2 separate regions of the Mus musculus genome follow, and region 1 is linked to region 2. A link is a contact called in public Hi-C data. All regions are on one chromosome and are shown on one strand. Each heading gives the region's core, a stretch centred on a gene start, on an enhancer-like site or on the middle of the called end of the contact. The rest is flanking DNA. Distances are from core to core; before and after follow the strand shown. Region 1 holds the start of Npm1 (nucleophosmin 1). Region 2 holds the start of Ppp4r3b (protein phosphatase 4 regulatory subunit 3B).

Evidence for each region. A called contact is a pair of places that touch in the nucleus more often than the background predicts.
Region 1: a Hi-C map of CD8 T cells shows a contact between it and region 2, with 13 times the contacts expected there. The contact joins the promoter of Npm1 here to the promoter of Ppp4r3b in region 2. A contact is called at or near these places in 2 of 484 Hi-C or Micro-C datasets (B cells and CD8 T cells).

What each region holds. Positions count from the first base shown.
Region 1 is chr11:33,160,938-33,166,851 of GRCm38.p6, forward strand. Npm1 (nucleophosmin 1) reads right to left here and starts at 2,269. Exons shown (of 11, transcript NM_008722.3): 1 at 1,985-2,269; 2 at 611-690; 3 at 169-288. The coding sequence starts at 2,042.
Region 2 is chr11:29,169,843-29,175,964 of GRCm38.p6, forward strand. Ppp4r3b (protein phosphatase 4 regulatory subunit 3B) reads left to right here and starts at 3,134. Exons shown (of 16, transcript NM_134034.3): 1 at 3,134-3,605; 2 at 4,831-4,886. The coding sequence starts at 3,464.

The DNA.
Region 1 (5,914 bases), core at 1,019-3,518, 4.0 Mb after region 2:
TACAACAGATATTACCAGCAAGTTCTACAATGAAATAAACCTATTTATAATAGCAGCAGAAATAATCTTGGTAAAAGATACGTCTTTGCAAAACCTAAATGACACTGACCCCAAATGACGCAAGAGACCTGAACCAACATGAAATCCAAAATTTAGAAATGTACTTACTGTTGGTTGTACAGACATTTTCAAAGTTGCCAGTGTTACTTTAATTGGACTGCCTTCATAGTTCATTGCTTCTGCCTCTACGATGTGTAACTCATCTTTTGCCCCTGCTCCTAAACTGACCTGTGAATAAAAATGTTTCAAAGAAACTTTTAAAGTGGCTTTTCACCACTACTGACGAAAAGAAAACTAGTCATCTCACCATTAGAATTAGAATTGAAGCGTTTCACAACAGAATTACCATATACACAACTGTTCCTTTAAATGAATAAAGCTGGCAGATTAAAAACAAGCACTGTTCTACAAAGCACCTATCTAGCACCTTGGAGTGACCAAGCTATACAAAATTACAAGTGACAAAGATCCCCTATCTTTTCTGGGATTAAACTCCTAGTTCATCAGTAGGAAATGTCTGAAATGTTTTTAAGTTTCAGAGCTTACATACCGTTCTTAATGACAACTGGTGCTCATTTTCATCATTATCCACTTTAAAGTGATAGTCTTTGTCAGCCTTTAGTTCACAGCCTGTATGTAAGACAAAAACAAGAAAGCAAACCTAGCAATGATACTTACATCAAAACCCAAAGCCTAAAGTTCTGTGAAATCAACTCAAATGAAACATTAAAAAAAAAAATCTTTAATTTTCTCATAGTACTAACTACATTGAGGCAACATTGCTGGTTTCCACAGTAGACTTAATGAGTCTCTTTAAAGTAGTATGGTGAAATCGGTATAAACACTACTAGAATTAATGAACGAGTGGCAGAGTTCACTGTTCCTTTAATCTCAGGACTGTTAAAAAGCTAAAACGTGAATCACTGAAAAACAAACTGATTCTTTTAAACAAAAACTGGGTGTAGGGTAGGCAGCAAGACTATAGATGTGATCCCCAAAAGCCTTGATGCTAAAGCGAATCTTGTCTGTTCAACAGATCCTTCCCTCTCCCCACCCCAAGAAAAAGTAGTTCTAGATAGAGCCAGGTAGATGATTTAAGGGTACTCCTAACATTAAGCCACGTGGGCCATCAGTACAGCTATCTGCAACGTGATGCTGACTCCGCCTACCAGAGGCAAATTAAAAAGGGGGGGCTCCATCACTGTGGATACTGAAAGATATGAACAAAGATCTCAAAAACCCATACGCCACGGGCTATGAAATAAACATTTCCCTCCCAGAACTTTTAACTAAGCCACAAGATCCCACGGCTGAAGGTTGGCTAGAGTCGGAGAGCCCGGATGTAGAGCCCACACCCCCTCCCTAACCCCCAACCACGTGGCAACCACGTGCTCCTAGGGGTTGCTGCCCCTTCTGCCTCAGGGCGCCTGCTCGGACCATTCCCCGTTACTGGGCGAAGCCCTCGGTCGCCACAGAATACAAGATGCGGCCCCTGGAAAGCCCAGCGCCTGCAGATGTATCCTCCCCAACAGGGCGGAGGTAGGCCTCGCCTCGCTCCACAGGCCCCTTTCTCCCGTGCCGCCTGCCGTGGCTCAACACAAGAGGAAAAAAAGGAGCTCGGAAGCGACCGTGCGGGCTTTCGTGCACAGGAGAAACGCCTCTCAAGTTCGCGCCACAGGCAAGGTCGCACCCTCGCCGGCCGGCCGGCCGCTCCTAACACCCGAGGCTACAGGCTGGGCCGCTCCCGCCCCATTTTCCGGCGGCTTTCCTAGTGTTCAGGCCGCTGCTTCTAAGGCCTGGGAGATTCCTCCTTGCTCTCCGGCCTCCACCTACGCCGCGTTCCCCACACGCCAGGCCTCGGCTGGGCTCCCGCCCCCCCCCCCATCACCAGGCCCTGCACACGCTTCCCCCTCCAGTCAGTTACCGAAAAGGTAGTTCTGAGGCCTAAGAGGACTCATGTCCATATCCATCGAGTCTTCCATGAGGTGGAGGCGCGCACTTCGGTGTGGGAGAAGCCGGACGGAAAACAACTGCCTCCTGTTCCACAGAACAGACGCGCAGGACGGAATCACGCCAAGGAAAGGACGCGGGCTCTCCGCACGTATATATGGTCGCAGGAGATCTCGCGAGATCTGCGCTAGTCCTGCCTCCGCGAGCCTCCTCTGGATCCCTCCCACTCCCCGCACAGTCGCGCTTTTGCGCGTGCGCCTTTCATCCTCACGCCTAGGTACCTCGCCCCCCTCCTCCTCCAGGTGCTTGGCGGGCTCTCACTGCGCACGCGCGTTCGTCTCTGGCCCCGTCCCTCCACTACTGTCGCCCAAGCGCAGGCGCGTTTTCTCTTTGTGGCCTCGCTCTGGGTTTTCAGGGCTTCCACGTCTTCTCCGCTCGTGCTCGCGGGCCCAGGGCCGAGAGCGTGCGCAGCCCACCCTGAAAGATGGCGGCTGCAGCCAGGGAACCACAGAGCGTCTCTTTTCTCCACCCTCCGTTCCCCGTAGGCCTGGAACAAGCATAATCACCTCAGGATTTGGCTTGCTCGAAGGCTTGCTCTTCGTTTTCACGTAGCTTCAGGAGCCCAGGGCGGAGTGGCTGGATCTAGGCTACTTTCCCCGCAGCCATGCTTTTGCACCTCTTTTCTGAGGCAGCATTTTCAAAACGAAAATTATCAGCTTTATGTCATTTGGGGACCAAAGAGAAACCCAGTCAGTCGCCTCCAAAGAGCATCTTTCTAAAACTTTAGAGCGTGCAGAACTGAGAAAACGCAGGCCGTCTTCATCATTCCAAATGAAGGCCTATCGCTTTTTTAGAAATTCATGAGCCTTAATACGAATCTTCGGCTGGGAATTAGCGCTTTAAAATGAATCCTGACGAACATCCCTCAGCGTTGGGTGCTTTCTGACAGCGGCCCTAATCTTTTTATCTCAACATGGAGCTAGCATATTTAAGAATTTGGGGGAGGAATGTAGATAATGGTACCAATGTTTGTAGACTCCAGAGACGTGTCAGATATAAATGCATGTGAGCCCATTACGTATCAAATCCTAAATTCGGAGATATCTGTCAATATGTGAATTTCAGTTTGCAACTATAAGGAAAAAATCATGAAACTTGGAAGAATTGTGTGTGTAAATAAACAGAGAAAAAAAAAAAAAAAGTCGGGCGTGGTGGCGCACGCCTTTAATCCCAGTTTGCGGGAGGCAGAGGCAGGCGGATTTCTGAGTTCGAGGCCAACCTGGTCTACAGAGTGAGTTCCAGGATAGCCAGGGCTATACAGAGAAACCCTGTCTCGAAAAACCAAAATAATAATAATAATAAAATAAACAGAGATAGACTGGGTATAGTGTGGGAAAGAACGGGTGAACAGAATTTGACCATCCAAACTGAGAAGGTGCAGGAGGAAGCATTGATACCCCTTGAGCCTGTGCAAGCCAGACAGTTTGATTGTTTCTGGATTCTGAAGCTTATTTAAATGCAGCTCATGCTGGTTTAATCCCAGCACTCTGGAGGCACAGGCAAGTGGATCAGGAGTTCAAGACCAGTGGTCTACAGAGCAAGTTCCAGGATAGGCAGGACTACACAGAGACTCAGTTCTTCCTGCCTCCCCGAAACTTTAGGTGCCTTAGTTGTCACTGAATGATGCCACATGCTTAGGTACAATGAGTAAGAGCTGTGTATATTACCTTACAACAAAATACTATCTTTTTTTTTTTTTTATTCCATGCTTTTATTAGTTTTTAGCATGCTTTAAAACATAAAAACAGAATCCTATGGCCAATGCCCAGCTTCAACAGTTGTCTCCACACACACACAGCATGCTATTTAATACACATCTTCCCATCTGCATATTTGGGTGTGGGCACGAATCATCCTGGAATTAGCTGATCTCTTGTGGATACCAAGTGACAACTATACAACTGTATTTCATACTACACCACATGACTACAGATATATGAGAAGAAATGTCCAGACTCACATTGATTAGGCCATTCAATGCATTATACATATTCCCAAGTACGCCATACATCATAAATAGATAGATACACTTTACATCAATTAAAAATAAACTGAAAAGAGAAATACCCCATGAGCTTCTGGGTATATCTGTAGACAGTAGCCAAGAAGGTATCCTATAAGAGAAACTTAGATAAAGTTTCTCTTAGATAAAGATATAGGAAAAGAAAGCCATTTGAGAAATCTCCATTTCAAGATCCTGCTGTGGTGGTTGTAGCACACACCTTTAATCCCAGTACTCGGGAGGCAGAGGCAGGCAGATTTCTGAGTTCAAGGACAGCCGGGTCTACAGAGTGAGTTCCAGGACAGCCAGGGCTACACAGAGAAACCCTGTCTCGAAAAAAACAAACCAAAACAAAACAAAAAACAAACATCTCGTCCTGGAAGCTTAATTGTGTCTAACAGTATACCATTTTGATGGACCGTACTTTTTTTTTTAAGATTTATTTATTATTTATATGTAAGTACACTGTAGCTGTCTTCAGACACACCAGTAGAAGGTGTCAGATGTCATTACAGATGGTTGTAAGCCACCATGTGGTTGCTGGGATTTGAACTCAGGACCTTCATAAGATCAGTCAGTGCTCTTAACCACTGAAGCATCTCTCCAGCCCCGGACCATACTTTTAATGTCGCAGCCCACATACCTGCGCTTAACCAAAAAAAACAAAAACAAAAAAAAAGTGTCTTAAATAAACAAACAGGCCAGGCAGTGGTGGCACACGCCTTTAATCCTAGCACTTGGGAGGCAGAGGCAGGCGGATTTCTGAGTTCAAGGCCAGCCTGGTCTACAGAGTGAGTTCCAGGACAGCCAGGGCTATATAGAGAAACCCTGTATTGAAAAACAAAAACAAAACCTTTTCTTTCAATAGTTTAAAGTTACTATATTATCTCCAGAGTTTGTATGGGGGTGGTTGTTGTTGTTGTTGTTTTCAAGCAGGAAGTTTGATTTGGAGGTTTTGCTTGTGGTTTGCTTTGGTTTTGATTCATTTTTTCCTGCAGTGAGTATTAATCCCAGGACCCTGAGTGTTGGACAAGCACTGCTCTACCATTGACCCACATCTCCAGCCTGCATTTCTATATTTGTTCTCTCTGCAATGTGTCCTTCTTGCCCTCCTCCATGGCTATTGAGACAGGTATCCATATGTAGTACTGTGAGACCCCGATTTAAAGTGTTTCTCCCTGAAAGGTAAAGCCCCTAAAACATTCCCCCAAGCTTGTTTTCCCTGATCTCTAAAAATACAGTCAGAAAGAAGCTCTTTGTTCTCTATAGCCAGCAAAAAACTTTATTTGTTTCAATACCTTACAATCAGAGATGCGATAATTGTAAAAAAAAAAAAAAAAAAAAAAAAAGGCCTAGCCAGGCAATTGCCTGGCTCCCTGTGCCAAGGACACCCCCCCCACACACACACACACACACACCCCTACCCCCCACCACCACCACCACCTCTGCTGCCAGAGAAGAGCGGTACTCCCAATTCCTCAGCTAACTGTTAAAAGACCCCCTACTGTTACCGAGCCTCTTGCAGTTTGCATCAGGTGTGGTTTTCTCAGTGGGTTGCTGGCCAGCTCATCCCGGGACTTGAGTGGAGGCCCAGCTTGGGGGGGGGCAGTCTTACAGTACAAGACTAGAACTCAATCCTCATGCCTCAGCTTCTAAAGTGCTGGGCTCAGACATGGTTTCCCTGGTTGATTCTAAGATGTTTTCCACTCAGATTAGCCTGGACGAAGTGCCTATAATCTCAGTACTTGAGACAATGGAGGCAGAAGGATCAGAGTTCAGGATTAGCCTGGGTTACATGAGACCTTGTCCAAAGAGTTGGAGATTAGGGAAAAGAGGAGAGGG
Region 2 (6,122 bases), core at 1,884-4,383:
GCACCATGTATACTTGTGTGCTGCCAGGCTTCTGCCATGTTGATAATAGACTGAACTTCTAAGCTGTAAGCCAGCCCCAATGAATGTTTTCCCCAATTATTGTTGTGGTGTTCGTGTTTCTTCACAGCAATAAAACTCCAACTAAGACAGTAACCTGGGTACACAGGGATTTTTTTTTCCTTAATGAAATTATTTGAAGTGGGAAGATCACCTTTAATTTGGGCCACACCTTGCCTGGCAGCTTATGTAAAGGACATGGAAGAAGGAAGTTTGCTCTCTTTACTTGTTCCTACTCTTGATCTCACTGGCAAGTCCATTCCTTCACTGGAGCCTACTTCTTCAGATTCTGCCATATACTGAAGACCAACAGAGTCATAGAGACATACAGCCTCATAGACTAAATTACTAGATTCTTGGACCTTCCATTCATAGAGAGCCATTGGACTAGCTAGACCATAGGCTGTAAGCCTTTCTATAAATACACACACACACACACACACACACACACACACACACACACACACACAATCATTCTCAGAGAAGGTCATCAGAGAACTGAAAGTGGTAACAATATACATACATACATACATATTATATACATGAATTCTACCAAACTCATATGGCTTAAGGGAGGGTTTTTTGTTTTTTGTTTTCTGCATTTTTTTTCCTCCTGCAAAAATACCTGTGTCAGGTAGGAGAAAGGGTTCTAATGTGCTTGCCGCCAAGACTGACAACCTGACTTTGACTTCTAGGACTGACTTCTACACTATGTTGTAGCACAGCCCCTCCCTTCACCAAATGAATAAATCTCATTTTTTAAAAGCTTCTATGGCAGTGATGAGATGTTTCAGCAGTTAAAGAATTCTGGTGGAGAACCCATCTGGCTATTCACAACTATAACTCTGGTTCTAGAGCATCCAAAACCTTCTGGTAACCACACACATACAAAAACACACGCAATAAAAATCTTTTTTAAAAATGTGTGGCATTTGTATTGTAATATAACTATATAAAGTATTATAGTAATATAATCCAAAAATGATACAAATTATTCTGCAGGACCTTATAGGTTATAAGCAAAACATATGCCATTTTATATGAAAGACTTCATCATACAGATATTGGGATGGATTTGAGTCCTGGAAACAGTCATTTAAATCATCAAAAGACAACTACAGTATATTTACACACACATTTGCACATGCTAAACTATTTCTAAAACAAAATACAGCATAAAACCTAGTGGAAAGAAAACAATGTTCAAAAATTACTTAACATTTTTAGATGATGATAGCAGCATTAAATCAAATGTACAAATGTATAGGACACACACCAAGGAACTGCCCCCAGTCTAACCTCACACACAGTGAGAATGAGAGGGGATCTAGTGGGGAGTGATATAGTCACTGTTTTCTGGAGAATAGCGGGAAGCGGGAGCTGAAGAGACTTACCTTGCATTGCAGAAGTTCTTTGCCATTTTAATTTTTTCACATATAAAGGTATTACTTGTAAAGATCAAGGACATCAGGGGCTCATTTGGGCTACAACCTTTTGGAGTTGTAGTTTCCTTGTAAAAGACTCTGGGGGAAGGTATGGCTATGGCACAGTGATGCTTCCAGACTACAGCATAAGCTGGATGGACCCTGACCAAAACATTCTACAGAGAATGCTCTGGGCACCTGAAATTTCTGTCCTAAAGGCTGAGTGGGCTTCCAGGATCTATCCAGTGCTCTTGCCAACGTTCTTTTCTCCTTTAGAGTGGGCAATGAAAAGGATGCTTAGACAAATCCTTGGGTGTCCTCTAACATTGGGCTAAAACACTGACTCTGGAAAGCTTTCTATGGCCTTCCCCAAACAAGTCATATTTTCCCTGGTTCAAAGTACATTTTGTCCATATCAGTCACAGATTATCAGGGACTTATGTATAGTGATTCACGTCCTTTTATCATAGGCAGAATCCTGTTACATACCATAGGCTGCAATTTCCATATGCAGTCGTTACAGGCAAATGACAGCAGACCAGGCTAATTTTCTTGGTCCCTCATACATTTAAAGAATCGCAATGATAGTTCAAATTTTGAAATCCTTTTCAATCAAGCGACTATGTACATAAGACACCCTTTTAAACATGAGTTGCCGCCTAACCTCGTCAAATCATAAGCACACTTTGACAAGCATGGTGATGACTACAACTCCCGAAATACACCGCGGGATCAACATGTGCACCTGCCCCGTGTTCACCTTTCAGGTTAGAGCCAAGAGTTGAGGGACCATATAAGAGAACGGAGAGGCGGCAGAACTACGCTGGGAGCGGATGCCTTCGGGCGAGCGTCACGCTCTGAGCGACGTTAACTTCACGCTGGAAACCGTTCTTGCGGCACATGAAGCTGAGAGCTCCCCGAGGATTGTGAGGCTGTACGCCTGTGCTTGCCTCGTCGCTGCCGCCGGTCTCTCTGAACCTTTTAATGGTCCGTGGTACCCGGCTAACGGAAGAACGCTTCGGCGGGAAATAGGAACTGTCAACGCGTTTGTGGAACATTAGATCGCCCACTGCTCATCGTGGCCATGGAACACCTTCCCGGCAGAAGCCTCGCAGATTCTATAACGGATTTTAGTGGGTGAAGGCTCGACCTCCCATCGTCTTCACGAATGACTCGAACACCCTCACCCCGTCTCAGTCCTTTTCGGGCTGTCAGCCTGAGTCCCTACACTTGGCTTCACTCTAGTCCTGTGCACGCATTCGGACTTCTCAGCCTGGCTCTGTTCTGCTGAGAGCAAGTCCAGAGTTGACAACCCGCCACATGACCAACATCAGCCCTACAAATCCCGAAGAACAACTCGGCAACTCCATCGCCAAGGCAACCTTCTACACACGCTTCCTCCCGGCGCAGGTAGAAAAGCTCGCGGGACTTCCCCGCCCAACTGAGATTCCCGAATCAGGAAGCGGGGCCGAAAGAGGAGGAAGTCCCTCCTTGGCCGGCTCACCTCGGCGGCGCACTCCTCGCGAGATCGCCGAGGTCTGACTCTCCGGAAGTGTGTTCGGAGGTAAAGGTACTGTGCGTTGGGCTCGTCGGCCGCCGTAGCCCCTGCTAGGGCAGCCCGTACGAACCTGCTGGAAGAGGAAGAGAAAGGCAGAGAGTCGGGTTACAAGATGGCGGATCTGTAGTAGTAACCGCGGCGGGCGGCGGCAGCGGGAGAGCGAGCGAGCTCCGGGACGCAAAAGGAAGGGAGAGTGGTTGTGCGCCGCGGTGAAGGGAGGGGTAGCGGAGACCACGAGCGGAGGGCTCTCGGTGGCTCTGGTCACCCCTTCTCGCGGCTAAACCTTTAGAGCCATGGTAAACTCGGGCCTCTCCAGAGTCGCTGCCACCACCGCCGCTGCCGCCACTACCGGCTCTCAAGAGTGAGGGATACCGGCGAGGTGAGCGAGGAGGTGGCGGCTGGAACGGTGGGGCCAGAAGCCACCATGTCGGATACACGGAGGCGAGTGAAGGTCTATACCCTTAACGAAGACCGGCAATGGGACGACCGAGGCACCGGGCACGTCTCCTCCACTTACGTAGAGGAGCTCAAGGGGATGTCGCTGCTGGTTCGTGCCGAGTCCGACGGTAAGGGTATTGGAACGGTGGGGTAGGGGATAGTGCATCGGTTGCGGCACAACCTGAGGGTTAAGCGCTGCGCTCCGGTACTGTATTCTGACTAGCACCACTAGGGACAGCGCATTGGTCTTGAGCCTGCCCTTCTTTACGATAAAAACAAACTGCTGGGCCTGGATTTACTCTCTGTCAGACGTGAACTCGCAGTTCTCCGCCTCCATCCCTATTGAGGATTTGACTCCTTCTCCCCCCCCCCCCACCCCCCCATCCCAACCCGGTAGTTGAGGTTTAGAATGTATGAGTGGGAAGTCAGTAGAAGACCAGGTAGGAATATCGCCCATGAGATGACCCCCGACTCCCGAGCCGCTTTAGGTACAGTCCTGTCGGTTGTACCTATGTAGCATAAAAGGTTTAGAGAAACTCTGCCTTAAAAACAAGTTTCAGTTGTTCCAATCGCCAGGTGCTGGGGAAAACTAAAACGGACTTTCTCTTGGAGTTACTACAGACTGTTGCCACGAAACACACAAGCACGTACATATTTATTGATTGATCCCTCCAAGGCTGCCGTTGTAGGGAGTGAAAAAGTGGGTTCCACAATCTCGGCAAGTTAGAAAACTAAAGCGGACTGTGAAGTTGTATTTGTTGATTGCAGAATTCATAGAAACCATTTTAATATTAAAAACTGACAGCCATAATAAAAAAGCTACTACTTATATATACTCAAGAGCTGCCCAACTGGAACAGCTAATGCATTCAAGAAATAAAAGAATAGCAATCTTAGATCATTTTGGGCAAATGTTGTACTAGTGCAGAGTCCCTCATTAGGAGTTAAGAGGCATTTATTTCTACATTATGAAGAGGAGGGTTTGTCAAAGGAAAAGGATAAATATCATTTGTATGGTAAGTCTCTCTGGGGTCCTTGTAATTTGTTTTGTTAGACAGGAAATTCAGTGAAACAGCTTTTGTTAAAGTTTAGTCTTCAAATGGTCAATTAGACCTTAAAGGTTTTAGTTACCTCATAGTCTGAATATTGATTTCACATTTCCTTCCTTCTGAGGACATATGGAGGTAGGATGAAACAGTCTAAGTTAACCATGTAGTCTTTATTTAGAAAATATGAATTAAAATACATTTGTAGCTTCAGATGTTCATCTGGTGAGAAGACATGAAATGCTTACTAGATGTGTGCTACTGAAGGTTTTATAATTTCAGACTTTTTTTTTTTTTACTCTTTCAGGATCGCTACTCTTAGAGTCAAAGATAAATCCAAACACTGCATATCAGAAACAGCAGGCAAGTAGTTGTTTATCTTTAATTTGAAAACTTCATCTGTGATCCAGGATGTATTATTTATGTGACAAAGATGGGAATATTTTCCAGACAAGAAAAAAAGTTTGGTAACTAAAATTAGGAACCATATATATTTTCCTTCAGTTTGAGAGTTTCAGACTGAAAAGCAGTTTTTATATTGGTGATTTAATGTTGGTTTTTAATTGAGCCACTGTTTGTATTGCAATACAATGTATTCTTTGATCTTTAAAGTAAGCCAGGTCTGTTCTATATGCACTAAACCTTTTGTTCTAAGTCACATTTGAAAGAAATGGCTTAAAAGAAAATTCAGAGTGTTCACTTACTACCATTAAGAAATAATTCAAAGAGATGTTTTTAAAGCAAGGAGAGCCTGTTTGTGGTATGAAGTTAAATCCTTTGACCAAGGAGAAGAATTTTTTAAGTAGTATTTAAGTCTGCTTCTAATTGTATGCATATTTTAAAATAATAAATGGGTACTTAATAAATATACACATCGGTAATTATGCAGCATTTTCTGTTAATATTTATTGTCACTTTGGGAAAGGAAATCTGTTTTAGTATTTCTAATTAGTTAACATGACGTCATCTGTGGATGTTTTCATTTTTATTATGAAATACTAACAATATTAAATAGTTTAGAGAATAATATAGTGGACTCCATTATATAATAACACCATCAGATTTAACAATATTAACATAATATATTTTTTCAACCTTTTGTAATGTTTAACATGGATAGAGGTAAAATCTCCTTTGTATCTACCTCATTTTGTCTATTCTCTATTCTCCCTATGGTAACCCTATTATGAAATTGCTCTGTATTCTGTATATATGCTTTTTATACCCTTCTTGCATATGTATATAGTCATAAATGATATGTAGTCTTTGTGTTTTTAAACTTTTTACAATATACTATTGATAACATACTTTACATGTATTCTAAAATTTGTGTTTTCACACTTCTTTGAAGATTTATTTGTGTTAACATAGGGAGTTTTTTAAAATACTGTATTATAATTTTAATATATATAACTGTGAGTCCTTTGATTTTTGTGTGGGTGTAGTGTGATGTGTTTTGTAAATAAAGTCACTATGACAGGCTTTGGAAAGGAAAGACATTTTAGGTTTGTATTTATAGCATCAGGTCTATCTTTTTTTCAAAGTCTATGAGAATTTGGATTCTATAAACACTTCACAGAAGAGATAAAATTACATCTT